2 separate regions of the Mus musculus genome follow, and region 1 is linked to region 2. The links are chromatin contacts, called in public Hi-C maps. All regions are on one chromosome and are shown on one strand. The core of a region is the stretch at or near the end of the contact, and the rest is flanking DNA. Distances in the headings are between cores, read along the strand shown. Region 1 overlaps Tmem132b (transmembrane protein 132B). Region 2 holds the start of Tmem132b (transmembrane protein 132B).

Region 1 (5,289 bases), core at 126-2,625, 100 kb before region 2:
AGGCCAGCCTGGTCTACAGAGTGAGTTCCAGGACAGCCAGGGCTATACAGAGAAACCTGTCTCGAAAAAATAAATAAATAAATAAACAAACAAACAAACATAGAATTCTTGGCTCCTCCCCCACCCCATGTCTGCCTAGGCACGGCCATGCTTCAGGTCATGATAATACCGGACTGAACCACTTAAACTGTACACCAGCCCCAAATTAAACGTTGTCCTTTATAGGGGTTGCCTTGGTCATGGTATCTCCTCAGACAGCATCTCTATCAGTATCACATGGAGATTCCCTTCCCAGGAAGCTAGAGGCTAGAGCGAAGAGAGGTTATGAATAGCTTTCCTCTAAGACTGATCTCAGGGACAGCAAGATGGCTCAGTGGGCTCAGTGGTTGAAGGCACTTGCCTGCCAAGCCAGATGCTCTGAGTTCAGCATCCAGAACCCACGACCTCCGCACACCCTCACGGCCCGGGTGCCCACCTCCACACATCCAAAATAAATAAATAAATGTAAGAGGAAAAATTTAATGCTGATATGTTCCAGACCATGGGCGATGGCTTCCATGGGTAAACCCTGACCTGGGGAAACTGAGGCAGGAGAATTGCTATAAGTTCAAGGCCAACCTGGGCTACACAGGGAGACCCTGTCTTAAGAATAAATAAGCAAATAAACGAATCTTGTCCCTTTTACACGTGCCTTTTACACAGCATGTTGCTACGCACCTCCGTTTTTCTGTCACTGGGTTTGAAAGGAATTTTATGAGAATTTTATCTTAATATTAAAAAGAGAGGCAAGGGCGAGAGCAAACTGGTTCAGGTGATAAAGGTGCTTCCCATCAAGCCTGGAGACCTGAGTTCAACTTCTGGGACCCACATGGTGGGGGGAGAGAACAGATTTATGCAGTGTGTCCTCCGGTCTCCATGTGTGCACCACAGTACACACACCCAACACATAGCCACTAAATTATGAACAACCACAATGAAAAATTATATAAGGAGGGAGGACACAGGTAAGTGACCCATCCCAGGAGTGACTGAAATGTGAGAGGGAGTGGTATATGTGTTAATGGGTGATGGCTAGGTGCCAGACCTGTCTTGAAGCCTGGCTCTGTCCCCTGCCTTAGAGAGTCTGGAGTATGCTCAGATATGCCAACCTCTGTGTATACATCAAATACAAAGATGGGACTCTGCCTCCTTCTCTCTCCCTGTGACAACCGCAGCCCTAGCCTGGACAGCACACCCCCAGAGGCCCCAATGTCACTCATCTGCCACCCCCTCTCCTGCATCTGATCAGTCATTCTTCCTGCTGGATTTAGGTCTTAAGCTCCTCTTCCACAAAGCTTTCTTTCTTGACACCATGACGCCCTAGCAGTTAAATTTATGCATGCCACAAACAGAGGTGTCCTGTTCCATCCCTGCCTCTAGCCAAAGGACCGAGGGAAGAGGATGTTCCAGAACTTGTGTCTACATTCAAAAGTCCTTCTCACCGAAGCTGCACCCTCTGGCCTGTGAGTCCTCTAACAACTCACACAGGGATCTTTCCCACACATACGATGTCTCAGAACCCCTTCATCATACCACTGATACTCAGACTAGAAGTGGGAATCAGATGGTCAGAGGGAAGTGCGAACCCAGTTGCTGGTTAGCCCACAGAGACCCCTCCCTGTAAGGCCTGAGCTACATCACTGAGCTTGTAAATCTCGGTTTTTCCTGGATAACAGACCCTCATCCACTGTGGTCTTGGAGGGATTAAGGATGCTCACAGGATAGTGGATGAAAGTCCATCACTAATGGTTGAATTCAAACACGGAAGTACTAACTATTTTCAGGAGACCCACCTAGACTTCTGGGCACTCACTGCCAGGCATCCTGGGCACATCTCTGAGTCTCCGGGCAGAATCTAGCTGTTCCTTCTAGATATTTCCTGGTCCTAATTCTGGGCAGAAAATTATTCCCACCTCCCAAGGCAAAGCCAGTGACACATACACACACACACACACACACACACACACTCACACATACACACATATACACACACACACACACACACAATTCTGGCCCATTCACCAAGCTTTCAAAGGATACCCCGACTCCTTCAGACACCTGACCCTGTCCGGCTCTCATCCATGAGACTTTGTCCCACAGTGAGCTCTCTTCTTATGGCCACAGCGTGATTGCAACAGCTCCAGACTGCACATCTTTATCCTCAGTTTTTTAAAAAAAAAAAAAAAAAAAAAAGATTCTCCTTCTGAGAACAAAAATCTTAAAGCCAGTTTTACAGGCTGAATTTGATGGGGTTTTTTTCGTAATGGATGAGGTTAATCCCTTATCAGAAGGGTTTAAAAAGAAAAGGATGCTGAAAAGAAGTTCAAGTCATAGAGGAAGAAATGCATGCTGGGTATTAAAAACACTTGTAAAGCCAAATTGTTGATATGCTGCCCGTCTCTTAAGCACAAGTTATGAAATTCTTAAAGCTCAGCCTCCCAACTAAATCCCCCTTAACTTCAGGCTATATTTGTTAAAGCGATTTAAGCTCACAGAAATTCAGGTCTTAAATATTCACTAACCTTGTTTTAGAAAAAAATATATATGTATCTTCAGACTTGGGGATATTCTTAGCACTTGGTATTTTAAAACTACAATATCCAAAGCTACGTAGAAGAGATTAGTGGCCCCACTGCTGTGGCAAGCTGGAGGTTTCCAGGGCTAAGCAATAAAAGTTACCACCGCAAAGTGTCCAGAACATGTAAGGAAAGTTAGCCAAGTGACTCGGTAATGGGCTAGCACACAGGAGAAGTCTTCCAGGGAATGGAGCCATCAAAGTGCAAGGTTTAGGGGCTGGGGAGAGGGCTCAGTTTGTAAAACACTTGCCGTTCTTCCTGAGGACCCCCGTTGGATTCCCAGCCCACAGGCCAGGAACCACCTGTAACCCCAGTTCCAAGGGGAAATCTGTCGCCCTCTTCTGGCTTTTGCAGGTAACTGCATGGACATGCACATAAAGACCCCCTCTCCCTGAATTCTTTCACCAGGTATCTGGAGTCTAGAGGAGGCAAGCCATGCCGAGAGCACGTTTTTGAACAACTATTTAAATCTGAAAGATGGAAGAGAAAAAATTCATGTGATGAGACCTTCTTCGAGCACCTGCCCCACAAGACCTGCCTTGGCACCCACAGAGCAGACGAAGTCTCCCTCCTGCACTCTTGGGAATGGATGCTGAAAATACATTTATTTTTGGCCTTTGAGTCAGAGAGAGAATGGAAAGCTCTAAAGAAACAAGAAGATCTCTGAGAATCATGGGGCTCAGCTCCAAGATCGGGGATGGGCAGGGTCTTCTGTGTGCAGATGTGAGCATCCCCTTAATGGCACATGAGGAGGCCAAGTAAGTCAGGTGCCACCAGGGGAAATTATCAACCTGTCTGACCATCTGTCTCAGCTAAAACTTACTTACTTAGCTTAATTTATTTATTTGATACAGGGTCTCATGATGTATCAGCCTTGACTGTCCTGGAACTCACTATGTAGAACAGGCTGGCTTGGAATTCATGGAGATCCACCTGCCTCTGCCTCCCGAGTGCAGGGACTAAAGATGTGTGTCACCACACTTGAATGTGTATAGAAAATGGTAGGGCCAGTGAGACTCCTGTCTGTTTTATGATACAAGCTGTGTGTTTGTCACATTCCTCACTACCTACAAAATATCTAGTAAGAACAATTTACAAATGGTGGGGCTTGATTCACGGTTTTAAGGCACAGCCCATCATGGGGCAGAGGCACTGCAAGAGTGAGGCAGCTAGATTGTATCCACAGTCAGGAAGCAAAGAAAGATGGACGCTGGTGCTCAGCTCACTGTCTCCTTTTTATTCAGCCCAGGACTCCAGCCATGAGATGGCGCTGCCCATGTTCAAGGCAGATTTTCCACCGCAATCAACCTAATCTGAAAAGTCCCTCTTAGGCATGCCCAGCGCCTTGTTTCCTAGGTGGCAATAAAGAATGTCAACTTGGCCATACCAACCATCATACTGAGTATGCCCAAAGGATACTCCACTCTAACCTGCCAACTATGCTCTGTGACCCTGGGCCAAGCACGCTGGAAAGCATCCCTGTCCTCCTTCCTTCTCGAATTCTGACCTTACACTGAGTACGCTTAGGAATGTGCTAACCAGAGGGCGTTCCTACTTGAAAACATAATGCACAGCCTCCCCCAATAAAATCGCCACACTTCCTTTGCTTGGAAGAGCATCAATCTAGAAATAGCACCAATACCTTCTTTAGCATAATCTTTCCCCTAAGCTTTCATTTCTTGGCCACACTTGTGTGAGCTTTGGGCAAAGCTGGGCACCCACTGCCTTCCCTTGTCTCTTTGCTTCCACCCTAGAAAGTTAGCTGGGATGCACACATCTCGAGACACACACCCACACAGAGACCAGGTGTCAGGTGTCTTCTATTATTCTCTGCCTTATTCCTTTAAGATGTTATCTCTCTATTGGGCTGGAGAGGTAACTCAGTGGTTAGAGCACTGGCTGGGTTGTTTTGGTTTTTTGTTTTTTTTTCCAGAAGAGCCAGGTTCACTTCACAGCACCCACACAGTGGCTCACAATGGTCTGTAACTTTCCTGGAGATCCAAAGCTGCCTTCTGCCTCCTCAGGCACCAGGTCTGCAAGTGACAAACAAACATATATGCAGGCAAAACACGTATACATACGAAATAAACACAAGCCTACAAAATCTCTCAGTGAACTTGAAGTATATCTTGAGGCAACTAGACCGGTTGGCCAACAATCTCCCAGCATCCACCTGTCTCCACCCCTCACAGGCACAAACAGCCATGCTGGACTTCTTACACGGGTGCCGTGGATTTAAACCCAGGTCCCTATGCATATACAGCAAGCACTCTTAACCCACTAAGCCATCTCCCTAGGCCTTTGTCAGGCATCTTTGAGCCTTAGCTTTCTTTCTATAAAGCCGTAAGCACTCAATGTGCCTGTGCTGGATAGTTTCATGTTAACTTGACACAAGCTAACGTCGTCTGAGAGAAGAAAACCTCAGTTAAGAAAATACCTCCATAAGATCCAGCTGTATAGCACTTTTTTAAATTAGTAACTGATGGCAAGAGCCCCAGCCAATTGTGGATGGTGCTGCCCCTGGGCTGGTGGTCCTGGGTTCTATAAGAAAGTAGGCTGAGCAAGCCATGGGGAGCAAGCCAGTAAGCAGCATCCCTCCATGGCCTCTGCACCAGCTCCTGCCTCCTGGCTCCTGCCCTATTTTTGTCCCTGCCCTGACTTCCTTTGATCATGA
Region 2 (5,837 bases), core at 2,053-4,552:
GAAGACAGAGCTTTAGCCAGTGGATAGGAGCCCCAGTTTGACAGAAATTCACACCCTCTGGCTGGCCTCAACCTCGGACCTGCAGCAGGACTGCGCTCAGAGGCGCCCATCTGCTCTGGACCACTTTCTCCAAAGAGCTGCGGGTGGTACCTAAGCCCCTCCTCCTTCTCCTCCTCCTCCTCCTCCTCCTCTTCCTCCTCCTCCCCCTTCCCCTCCCCTTCCCTCTCTTCCTCCTCCTAGGTCTGTGGGGAAACGAACTCTTTCCATCCCCCACTTTCAAACTGAGATGCAGAAGAATACAGGCTACCCAGAACCAGGGGTTCTCTGGGAAGGAAACCCTTGAGAAGTTTACTGCCTGAAACCACCCTCCCAGACTCCAAGCCAGTAAAGAAGGGGACTCCTTTTTGTCCTCCGGATCATGGCAACCGCCCCCGCTCTTTGTTGGCTCCAGTCACTAAAGCGGAGCTCCTGAGGAAACCCCCCACATCTCCCGGTTCTGGCCATTGGCTGTAGGAGGGGTGCCAGATGATTTACTCTGGGAAGGTCCCCAGTGCCATTAAATCACTGGAGGCTGCGACGGAATTTGCATTTTTTCCCCACACCATGGGGCCACCCCTTCCCAAGGCGTGGTGTAATGAGGAACAAATAGACTACTACACGGGGCCAAGCAGGACTAAGCCCTGTGACTTGCAAGGCAACAGCGCCGTCCCTACGATTTGCAAACTTGTCACTAGCAAGGCTGGGGGCGAGGGAGGGGCTCGGGTGGAGGAAGGTGGAGAACCCTATCTACCCCATTCCACAGACACCCTCTCCAAACAAAAGCATCAAGGGTCAACAAAGCAAGGCTTGTCAATTTCCCCCAGGGGACAGTGGTCTGTCTCTGCATCACTAACTTCCAAAGCCACAGCATGAACAAACACGGTTTGAATGATGGGGCCCCCTAGTCGCTAAGCCGGAGGATTGGTGCTGACTCCAACCAAGTGCAATTCCGTATGCTTCAGCCCTCACGAAGCTCCAAGAAGTCCGCCCACCGCTCTCCTTCCCGGGGTAGCTGCCCACGCAGGAAGAGGGCACAGGCAACAGAACGTGTGCTATAGGAGCGCCTCCGTACAGCTGAACTCTTCAAGCCCCACTTCCAGGGTCTCAGCCACTCAATCTAAGGTTGGTCCAGAAACGATCTAGAAAATGCAGCCAGTTCTAGATGAAGCTGGTTAACTCCCAACCAACCAACCAACCAAGTGTAGGCAGCTCTTTCAGAAACATCACCCTTGTTTTGGAGCTAAATATAGGCTTAGCAAACTGTGTTTCTCTTTATGTCCCTGGTGGGAACCGATGGAAGGCATGGGCAACCGAGGACCCAAAGTATGGCAAGCTATGCAGCCGAGAGCTGCACTGACACCTCCTAGGAGGGCCGGGAATGAGTTCCCAGGGGTGGCACATCCTCTCTTCTACCACAAGCCTCCCAGAGCCATCCACGCACAGGCTCTTCTGTAGCTGGGTGGGGCTGGACAGGGTGAGGGGACTCGTTCTGGCACAAGGCAAGAAACAGGCAGCTTCCTCCTTCAAGGTTGCCCAGGATGGCTTTTTGAACACAGCCAGGCGAACGCTGACCCCCGTGGAGAGAGAAAATAGCCACAACACTGTAATTTGCAAGTCCGAGGGACTGTGCACTTTGGCAACCGCGTCTCAGAGCTTCCGCTCTGAGGAAATGGCCTGGACCCCCGTCAGTGCCCCTCTCCAACCCACAGGGGAGTTCCAAGAGCAAGCAGCTCGAGGTTGCTCATTAACGGCGCCAAGGAAGAGCCCTCCACTTGAGGACCAGAGCCATCCTCCAGTGGTGCAAACAAAGCCCAAGGCTGGCCACCATCTCTCCAAGGGGAAAGTCTTAGTAAATATTTGGGGTCACTTGAGGTCATCTAGAAGGAAGGCAATATTTACTTTTGCCTATGCACAGTCATCCTTCCAAACAAGTTGGCATCCAGGTTTACTCCTAAGTGCGACCTCACCCAGGCAGTCGGAGCCGCAAAGTTGAGGGTGCATTTTTCCTTCCGCGTTCTGGGTATCTGTACGGTCGGTTTTTGTTTTAAGGAATGGGAAGCGAAGCTCTCAGTCTAAAGCTACCTGCTCCCAAAACGTGGGCTTTAAAGGTCTGGAGAACACAGCCCTCATACGCACATGAACAGGGCTCGTGACTGTCGCTTCTTCCCAGCCTTTGGGATTGTCTCTACTTGCCTGGGGTGGGGGAGGGGGGTACTGTCATTTTAGGATAAGCTTCCTCTACAACCAACACGTAGCAACACCGAGGTGGCTGAACCTAGCCAACTCCATCCCAGGCTGCAAACAGCATATAACTGGCTATTCTGACTTCCCCCATTCGCGGGGTTTAGGCGACAGCTGCGCAGGTGCCAGTCTGGAGCCAGACTCCCGGATCCCGGGGCGAGGGCTCTGAACACCTTCACGTTAGACATCACTAGGTGCCTGAGCGGACCACGCTCCCGGGTCCTGCTAGACCACGTATGGGTCAGGGTGCTGGGACGACCCGCGCTTCCAGAGGGTGAGCGGCAGGGTCACCTGGCTGCCTGCGGAAGCTACTTTGGGAGACAGCGGGAGCCACTTGGGGGAGCGGGTAGCTTTGGGAGGCTGGAAACAGAGGGGCAACCAGGCGCGGGAAGGACTGCAGCCAAGCCAGACATGGCCAGCCCAGACGACCTCCAGGCCCCGCAGGTGTCCAGACAACAGGACAGCAATCCACGGACGCTGGGCCACTACATCTCCAGCAGACCCCGGGGCCCGGGTGCCAGGCAGCGTAAGGAGGGGTATTTCAGGGAGCCCTGCCTGTGGCTCCCGGAGCCCCAAAAGGATCCAAAGGGCAGCTGGGACTGGAGAGGAGGCAAAGGGGACGCGCGCGGGGTTTGGGCCGCCCGGGGCTCCCCAGACCCGCCAAGAGCAGGAGGCGGCGGCCGCCCGGGACTTGGGACCCAGGCAGCAACTTTGCGCGCGGGGTCGGGGAGGGGACGCGGCCGCGTTACCTGCGCAGCGGAGCGCGCTCAGCGCCAGCAGCAGCCCGAGCGACGCGGCCGGGGCCCGCATGGTCCTCCCGGGAGCCGGCGCCGGGCTCCGCTCGCTCCTGCGCCGCCGCCTCCCGCACCTCTCAGCTCCGCGCTCGGCCGCCGGCTGCAGACGGCGCCCGGGCTCAGCGCGCGCCCGCCCTGCACTTGGCCGGAGTTGCGCGGCCCCCGCCGGCGCCGCGGCTCCTGCGCCCCAGCGCGCGTCCCATCCCGCCGCCGCCTCGGCCAGCGCCAGCTGCCGGCCGCCCCTCCAGCCAGCGCGAGAGTGAGCGAGCCGAGCAGGGAGGAGGGGAGGGAGGAGGGAGGAGGAGGGGAGCAGCCAGGAGGGAGGAGGAGGGAGGAGGACAGGAAAGGAGGAGGAGGAGGGAGAAGGGGAAGGGAGGAGGAAGGAGGAGGGAGAGGAGGAGGAGGAATGGGGCTAGAAGAAGAGGGAGGAGGATGGAGTTAGGGAAGGAAGGAGATGAAAGGAGGAAAGGAAGGGGAGAAGAAGAGGAATAGGGAAGAGAGGAAGAGAGAGGAGGAACATACCCAGAGATGTTAAAGAATAGAAAAAGAGGAGGCAGGGAGGTGTCCTCCCCCCCCCCCAGTCCCCTCCCCTCCTCCGGGCCAAGACACCAGGCGGCCACCCAGCGGTTAAGCGTCAGGATGTGTCACTCACTCCCAGGGGAGAGCACAGGGCCGCCAAGGCCTGTGGAGACCCGAATAGGTAGTCGGGCAGGGACAGAGAGAGCGTTTAGAGTGCGGAGCGGGTTCCCAGGGAGTGTTGGGAGGGAGCGCAACGCTGGGCGTCCCCGGGGTTGAGAAGGCAAGCAAGCTACCGGAGAGGCCCGCAGAGGAGGCATCTGTGAGGGATAGATTGCTGCGCGCAGACTAGGGCACGTGATAGATGTGGTGTGGCCTGAGAGCCCGCAAGAGTATCTACCAGCCTCAGGCAGATCAGAGCGCTCTTTCTGTGCTAAGGAGTGGGGAGAGGAGGCACGGCTCCGCCACCAAGGCAGGTCGTCCGATATGTCCACGAAGTGGGCCAGGCTTCAGCCCGGCGTGGGAAGAGAGTCCCAGCTTACAGGGACCAAGAAACTACAGTCCCTTTGAATGCACAGCCTAGTCCAGGCGACAGGTTGAAACAGGGAAGCTCCGAGGTGCTTCTCTGAGAGGCCCTGGAAGTTCCCTTCACCAGGCTGCAAAGCCAGACAGAGGCTGTGGTGTCTAAACACCTGAATTAGAGTCTGGGTTCTGCTCAACCTGCCACCAGTTTCTGGTGTCCTGGCTTGGCGTAGAAAAATGGGTCAGAAGCCGGGAGTGGTGGCGCACGCCTTTAATCCGAGCCCTCGGGAGGCAGAGGCAGGCGGATTTCTGAGTTCGTGGCCAGCCTGCTCTACAAAGTGAGTTCCAGGACAGCCAGGGCTATACAGAGAAACCTTGTCTCGAAAAACCAAAAAAAAAAAAAAAAAAAAAAAAAGAAAAAGAAAAAGAAAAAGAAAAAGAAAGAGAGAGAGAGAAAGAAAGAAAGAAAGAAAGAAAGAAAGAAAGAAAGAAAGAAAGAAAGAAAGAAAGAAAGAAAGAAAGAAAAAAAGAAAGATGGGTCAGACCTCAAATCAGTCAACAGGGATGATGCAGACTGTGGCCCAGCATCCTTAGTTGAGAACCCAGGGCAGGCAAAACTCATAATCCTCCAAAGAGCCTCAATTTCCCAACCTGAGACATAAAGTCAGGGCAGCCTCTAGCTGGTATTCCCAGGAATGCACACAGGAAACCCCTGACCCGATCCGCCAAGGGTAACACCCTCATGCTCGCTGCAGCCGTTATCACCGTGTCTGATTTGCCTCCATGGGCGAGTATCAGCACACTCCGGCCTTCCCAGCTGGTGAGGGGGCTGGTGGACCTACTTCATTAGTAGGGACTCATTAGTCCAGGCAGCTCCAGGCTCTTCCACAATTTTTTAAAAAAGAAGAAAAGAATAAGGAGCAGGAGCAGGTTAGTTACCAAGAACAAATTCTGCTCTGCCTGCAGCCCTCCTTCATAAGGAATCCTGTCTTTGCCATGCTCCTGGCAAAGGCATCAATAGGTGGACAGTGGGTTCTGGGTTTCTTTCTTTCTTTCTTTCTTTCTTTCTTTTTTTTTTTTTTTTTTTTTTTTTTTTTGGTTTTTCGAGACAGGGTTTCTCTGTATAGCTGCCTCTGCCTCCTGAGTGCTGGGATTAAAGGCGTGCGCCACCACCACCCCGCTTGGGTTCTGGGTTTCTTCTTGAGTTCAGAGGTTCTGTGTGTCCCCTCTCCCTGGTGACTATGGCTGTAGGGGATGCTACCCAACCTCAGGTACTTCTGGGTGCCACTCCAGTCACCTTTTCCACCTCTCCTTCATTTACTAGCGAATATCACTGAGCTGTGCACCTACTGTGCTCGAGGCCTGGGCTGGATGGTGAGGACTCAAGAAGTAAACACAGCAGGAACCGCCACTCTTGAGGAACTGGGATTGAACAGCAGCCCCGTGATGGAGATAGCGCAGGCTGCAGCCATAGCCAGAGGGAGGCCAGGGTGTATTGGACCAGGTCATCAAGAGCTAGGATCTGTGACCAGAGGGATTCTATGGCTTCCTTGGTAGGGGCATAGTACATGGAAGGCAGGCCACAAGCCAAGATCCATAAATCCCCGGGGGTGATGGAAGGCATCGGTTACCTTACCCCCACCTCACACACACTCCCGTTCAGTTCAGAGGTACCTCATCACATCTCAGAGAACCTCTAGAGCTGGGCCGGAGTGCGCTCCCCAG

The links. A called contact is a pair of places that touch in the nucleus more often than the background predicts.
Region 1: a contact with region 2 is called in a Hi-C map of cerebral cortex, with 4 times the contacts expected there. The contact joins the enhancer-like site here to the promoter of Tmem132b in region 2. A contact is called at or near these places in 6 of 484 Hi-C or Micro-C datasets (cerebral cortex, cortical neurons, embryonic stem cells and 1 more) and 3 of 115 datasets of contacts at active chromatin or transcription factors (T-cell acute lymphoblastic leukemia, embryonic forebrain and neural progenitor cells).

Annotation. Positions count from the first base shown.
Region 1 is chr5:125,632,542-125,637,830 of GRCm38.p6, reverse strand. All of the region lies in intron 2 of Tmem132b (transmembrane protein 132B), which reads right to left. Among named protein-coding and RNA genes, the nearest start is that of Tmem132b, 100 kb to the right of the region's middle. Within about 2 kb of position 1,375, at least 7 of the 459 cell types and tissues checked have an H3K27ac peak or open chromatin away from gene starts, as enhancers often do. A contact at or near this core is called in cerebral cortex, where this site is marked.
Region 2 is chr5:125,529,883-125,535,719 of GRCm38.p6, reverse strand. Tmem132b (transmembrane protein 132B) reads right to left here and starts at 3,302. Exons shown (of 9, transcript NM_001190352.1): 1 at 3,030-3,302. The coding sequence starts at 3,090.